Linked DNA regions of Xenopus tropicalis: region 1 is linked to region 2. A link is a contact called in public Hi-C data. All regions are on one chromosome and are shown on one strand. The core of a region is the stretch at or near the end of the contact, and the rest is flanking DNA. Distances in the headings are between cores, read along the strand shown.

Region 1 (3,070 bases), core at 430-2,929, 55 kb after region 2:
GGTACCAGGGTAACACTACACTCCATCACAGGACCCAGACTTGTATCACAGTAGAAGAATATTGTCTATAAATCTGTGCTCTCATTGCTTCTCTTTCCATTCCAGCCACTGATAATATTGAAGAATATTCACCACTAGATGGCAGCACCACTAGATGGACAGTTTGCACTGACAGATAGGGCTTATTTACAAAAGGCAACTGTGGCTGTGATCATGCAAAGATGGATACAGTCGTATGGTACTTGAGTCTAAAAGTATTTTGTAACTCGCAAACACCTGCATATACACCTAAATACTTATATTATATGTTATATAAGATATATGTTATAATATTCTATATAGATAATTAATTTGAATATTTATATTTAAATATATTTAATATATGTAACATATTTTCTATATTTTTTATTATATATATAGTGTATGCTCAGAACAGTAGGTGGGACAGACACCACAATGGCAAGGACATGCAGAAGTGCAAGAAGTGGATTTGGGTGCAAGTACCTTTAATGAACTGTACTGGTGGGGGAAGCAATTTTAGGGAGATAGGTGCCCTTTAACAGACCCCATTCTGAAACTCCCATTGCGCAGATTTGGGGTTACAATGAGAGAGTTCAGGGGGGACAGGGGTGTCTATGGGAAGCTGGGAATCACTGCTCTAATGAGCTGGTAGGAAAAGCGAAAACAAAAGGAACTTGGTCAACAAGCCTGTCTGCCCCAGTGTAACCTCTCATCTCCTCTCCACTCACCTGCACAGTCACTAGATTAACCCTTCAACCACCCCACACCTGCACAGTCACTAGATTAACCCTTCAACCACCCCACACCTGCACAGTCACTAGATGAACCCTTCAACCACCCCACACCTGCACAGTCACTAGATTAACCCTTCAACCACCCCACACCTGCACAGTCACTAGATTAACCCTTCAACCACCCCACACCTGCACAGTCACTAGATTAACCCTTCAACCACCCCACACCTGCACAGTCACTAGATTAACCCTTCAACCACCCCACACCTGCACAGTCACTAGATTAACCCTTCAACCACCCCACACCTGCACAGTCACTAGATTAACCCTTCAACCACCCCACACCTGCCCACTCAATAGATTAACGCTTCAACCACTCCACACCTGCAAAATCACTAGATTAACCCTTCAACCACCCCACACCTGCACAGTCACTAGATTAACCCTTCATCCACCCCACACCTGCACAGTCACTAGATTAACCCTTCAGCCACTCCACACCTGCAAAGTCACTAGATTAACCCCTGTTACCCCCCATATGGATAAACCTCAAGTGCCGCACACGTGATGGCTTCATCAATATACATCAATAAACAATTTACTGTGTCTGTGACTCTCCAGACTATTCACCCTAAACCCAAACACCTGCACATTGTCACTAGATTAACCCTTCAACCCCCACACGCCTGCCCTGTAACCTGACATGTGGGTAACCCTCAACTGCCGCACATGAGATGGCTTCTTCAATAGTGGAAATAAGCAATTTACTGTTACTCTCTAGACTATTCACCCTAAGCCCAAACACCTGCACGTTGTCACTAGATTAACCCCTCTTCACCCAGACGCCTTTAAGCAGTATCTCCCTTCCACCCCACCTAAAGAATGTCACGTAATGAATTCCTCTGTCCCCATCGCAGATACTGGTATTGTGTTCCCAGGCTAACCTTTGCCTCCAGGCACCTGTCAGTCACTAAACGGGCCCCTCCCCCCCTTACACCCGCACAGTGCAACTAGACCCTTGCTCCCATATACGTGCCTAATGCAATGCGACTGACTCCCCCGGTGCTGCTCATGTACAATACAATCTGATCTACATTTGCCAATGAATAGCAGCCACCAATGGCTTACTTGCCCTTTATAGAGTGCAGGGAATCTATACGGCTGAGGCCAACTGCCCCACTCAAGCAAGAAGCATAAGAGCAAATGGGTATTTGTATTGTATCCTTTTCTGGGAAAAATAGCATCCTTCCTATACTCCTATCCTCCCTATACTCTATACTCATTTTAACTGGCCAGGCCAATAACTTGGTGGCAACCCCAGTTAGTAGTGATGTCTGCTTGGCATATCAGCAAAATATGCAACCTGAAGCACTTCCCTTGCAGCCTATGGGTCTGCAGGCCACACTGTCACAAACCAATCACAATGCAGCTGCTGGGACATCACTGAATATGCCCAGGCTCTGCCCACAGACCACTATAGGCCATATGTTGTAGCACAGATAGGGTTGGCCAGGCAGGGAAGGTGCTTAAGGTAGATGAGGTGCAGCTGCATTGGGGGTATCTGTAATTGACCCCAGTGTGTAGGCTACATATCTGGGGTGCAGAATACTGCCAGGGAAATAAGAAAAAAGCCAAACTTTGACTCACCAGACAGGTTGGGCAGCCGACTAACATGGGAACCATTCAGCAAATAGGAGCAAAATCACATTTTTTTTTACTGTTCTTGGAGGAAGAAATCTAATACTAAATACATGTGGCCCAAAACTCCTCCCCAGGCTCAAATTGTAAATAATCCTGAACCAAAGTATAATCCTCTTGGTCACGTTCCCCCACCTGTCAGACAGGATTTCTAGTTTCATGCTTTCTCTAGGCATCTGCCCATTGCACTAGTGGGGATAATGGCCATTCTTTTGGTGCAGTGAAGATGGGAAAAAATATTTCCTAACATTCACTTACAGTGTTTATATAGGTGAGCATTGTTTGTGGGATTTACTTCCATTCATCCACAAAGGCATTAGTGAGGCTGGGCCCTTAGAAGGGCATAAAAAATGAAATAGAAATATATAAATTCTGGTGAGTACTAGAACCCTGTACAGGAGCATTAAATGCAGATTATTGGGGTTCCTCACACAGGGGATGAAAGTATAAATGTTCATACTTTGCATTATGGGGAAGCAACAGAAATCTCTAACCTCAAAGCAGTATAGCAAGAGGCACTGAGAAAGATTATCCACTAGGTGGCAGCAGATTACATGCCAAGTTTCCATCAGTGAAGCTTCTCTTTCACTGGGAAACACTGACCCAGGCAGCCACAT
Region 2 (3,268 bases), core at 363-2,862:
GACCGGCACATTCTCTTCTCTGCCTTTCTTTCTCTGTTTCCCTTCCCTGTTGCTTTTCTCTATTCCCCTTTATACACCCACGTGGCACCCGTGTCCTTATCTCACCTTATCATCTTTTCTCTTTCATCCCCCATGTTTCTTCTCTTCTGCCCCTCTCTCACAGAAGTCCGAGGCTTCTCCCCCCAGCACAAAATCCGGAGTTTTGAAGAGGCCCGAGGGTTGGATCGTATTAACGAACGCATGCCCCCACGTCGTTCCACCTCCCCCTTGGACCCCAACCTCAATTCCACTGACAAGAACAGCACCAACAGGAGCTCGCAGTGACACCACATCTGCAGCTCACTGCCCAACTCCCTCCGACCTCTGCAACAGCTGCGTGTGTGAGGGCAGGACTCTCATAAGCAGGCTGCCAGATAGCGGGCACAGGCGCATACAGGGATAGGGAAAGGCACACTTACAGCTCCATGTCTAATTACAGCTGAGAGATACAGGGACGTGGACACAGTTTACACTATACAAGTGCAGATTCAAACACACACACACAAGCCTACAGACACAATAGCTACACAAGCCAGTAGTGACGTGTACATTCATGCCATTCCAAACATGCTTGTGCAGATCAGTGCAAACACACCTGAGCACACACACACTCCGACTGAGAGCGTGACACAAACATTGATACTGTCCCAGCAGCCTGTCCTGCAGTTTGTATTCTCTTTGTAAATGTCATTTTGCGTTCTATATATATATTTATACATGTGTAATATAAAGACCCTGTTTTTTAATGTAGGGTATGTCTAGCGACCAGCTGCAATGCTGTACTTTAGTAGCGAGCCTCCTGTTGCCACAGTGCAGAGCCACCAGAGTTTCACACTGACGCCCTGCTGCGCGCATAAACGCTTCTGCCCTCACGTATTGGCGCTTACGTTTGCACCCACAGTGCTGCGCTGTGTTTCTCTCATAGACCTTTAGTGTCGTCTTTTGATGGGAATTACAGTTTAGCCACAATGCCAAAAGTCACATTCCTGCTCTAACAAATGCTTTGTAGCTCTTAAACGCATGCCCCCAAACATGCATTGCCGCAGTATTTCATGCACCGTGCTCCTTCTACAGAGACACTTGTACAGAATCAAAGGGGAATGTACAGTGCTGAAATTAGGGCAAAAAATACCAGGTCCGGACTGAGATTCAAAATAGGCCCTGGATTTTAAAGTACCCAGAGGCCCAAACAACCCCCACAGGGCCAATTAATAGTGGCTGTCTATGGCATTTTACAGCATTTGCCAGAACCCACAGATTACCAGTCCGGTCCTGGAATGTATTTGTTTGGGCAAAAGCCAATGCCATATTCCTTCAAAGGGTTGCCAATGGGCAACTAAACTTGAAATATCCAGTGAACCCTTCAAGTGTTTGGTGGTGAGTATGAATGTTAACATACCCTCCGCCCATTTGCTTATATCTTGGCTTGTATGTTTAATAAATGTGCAAAGTTGGAGGGGGTTTCTTGACCAATGACAGGGTGACCAAAAGCGCCTCTGCCGCCTCCTATGGGAACCACTAGAGCACCACTAGTACAGGGAGTTCTCTAATTTGAGGTTGGGTGGTTCTAATTGGAGGTGTGTGGTGGTTCATACTGAAAGCAATGGGAGGCGGCATGGGTGTTACTGGCCACGCCTCCACCATGTGATATCAGCCTTACAGTGAAGGGCTCACAAAGTGCAAGATATCTTGGTAGAAAGCATTTTATTGGACAGCTGTGCTTCCTAAATCCATAATTTGGAGGCAGGCAGCATTATACTGAGGAGTGCAGCTAATCATCTGGGGCTCAGTATGATTTCAGTGCACTGGGACTCGCGAGCATGCTGTATGAAATAATGCACGCGTCTCATTAGAATCCTTAGAAGAAACCATTTTGCTATGTTGTTTGCTCTAATGCTGCCTTGTACATTGCCCCACTAGCGCTGCTAACCACAATTGCTCCGCACATAGACCTGTGCAGCAGGCGGCTCTGCACTGCACATTAGAGCACACGCAGAGAGTCGCCGGAGAACCCAGAAGCCTCAGCAGAGGCAGGTTCTGCACGCAAAGGGCACTCTGCGGGAGGCGGCTGCGCATACAGTGTTCTGAGGCACATTGGTGACTTCTGTTTTACTGGTGAATGTAAATGGAAGAAGTCATTTTAACTCCTTTCTTATTGGCCTCTTGCATTCCCCATCCCCATGCGTGCCCAGACCAGACCCTTTATTGTATAAGGGCGACATTCTTTTGGGCTTTTAGAAACCTTTGTACAAGCAGGGCTTGACATCTCCCTAAGCGCGCTGTTGCTGGGTCACCCTCAGGAATATTACAGCTCACACTGGGGTGGCATCTATACTGCTTGGTTACAAGAAATCACTCCAGTATGGGGTTACCCCCTCGCATTTGCATCGTTAGGGCACCATTTGCACTCCAGAAGCAGGACGGTTACTCCTACACCGGGCGGTGCCCAACCCTGGTTCTCTGTATGGAGTCATAGCACAAGTGTCAATCTTCTCACTGTCCCACAGTTCTCTATGGCACAGCCTATTATACCTTTAAAAGCCCAGACAAGGCGAGGGGTAGAGATGTGCCCCCCTTCCCCCCCTGCCACCCTGTTTATGGAAATTATTTGCTGAGTTGTCTTATATTAAAAATGGCTAAAGAAATATATTTGATGATTCTTCCCCCCCCCCACAAATAATAGGGAGCAAAATTGTTGAGATTAAACAGCAAAATGGTAACCAAGCTGTCTGCTGTATTTTATTATCTCATTTGCAAGGTTGGGGTGTGCATTAAGGGTAATGTGATTAGTTGCCCACGGTTAAATCGCGGCTGTTGGGGGTGACTAATTTCCCCAGAATACATTCCCACCAGCAAGAAAGTGATTTGCTCTAGGAAATCATACATGGCGATTCCTCTTCCAAAGTTTCTTGCGCAGGTAGCAGAGATTTAACCACGGGTGACTAATAACCCATAAACCAATGTGCCATAGCATGCTTGGTCCGGCTTAGGTTGGTACACATTATGCAAGTGTTGTGTAATGTACAGTGTGGATTCTAGGGGGGTGCTTGGTCCAATTAAGCTTGATGCAGGTCCAGACTGGCATTCAAAATAGGCCCTGTCATCTCAAGTACACAGAGTCCCAAACAGCCCCCCACCAGCCCAATAAATAGTGACTGTCTATGGCATCTTACAGCAGCCCCTCTGGTATTTGCCAGAACCCACAGATTGCCAGTCCGGGCCTGGGTCG

Evidence for each region. A called contact is a pair of places that touch in the nucleus more often than the background predicts.
Region 1: a contact with region 2 is called in a Hi-C map of neurula embryo, with 2.5 times the contacts expected there. The contact joins two enhancer-like sites. A contact is called at or near these places in 5 of 5 Hi-C or Micro-C datasets (brain, gastrula embryo, liver and 2 more).

Annotation. Positions count from the first base shown.
Region 1 is chr3:129,905,807-129,908,876 of UCB_Xtro_10.0, forward strand. No RefSeq gene overlaps it. Among named protein-coding and RNA genes, the nearest start is that of pdlim2, 13 kb to the left of the region's middle. Within about 2 kb of position 1,680, at least 4 of the 11 cell types and tissues checked have an H3K27ac peak or open chromatin away from gene starts, as enhancers often do. A contact at or near this core is called in neurula embryo, where this site is marked.
Region 2 is chr3:129,850,434-129,853,701 of UCB_Xtro_10.0, forward strand. It overlaps ppp3cb (protein phosphatase 3, catalytic subunit, beta isozyme), which reads left to right. Exons shown (of 14, transcript NM_001097286.1): 14 at 164-2,759. The coding sequence ends at 324. Among named protein-coding and RNA genes, the nearest start is that of sorbs3, 12 kb to the right of the region's middle. Within about 2 kb of position 1,613, at least 1 of the 11 cell types and tissues checked has an H3K27ac peak or open chromatin away from gene starts, as enhancers often do. A contact at or near this core is called in neurula embryo, where this site is marked.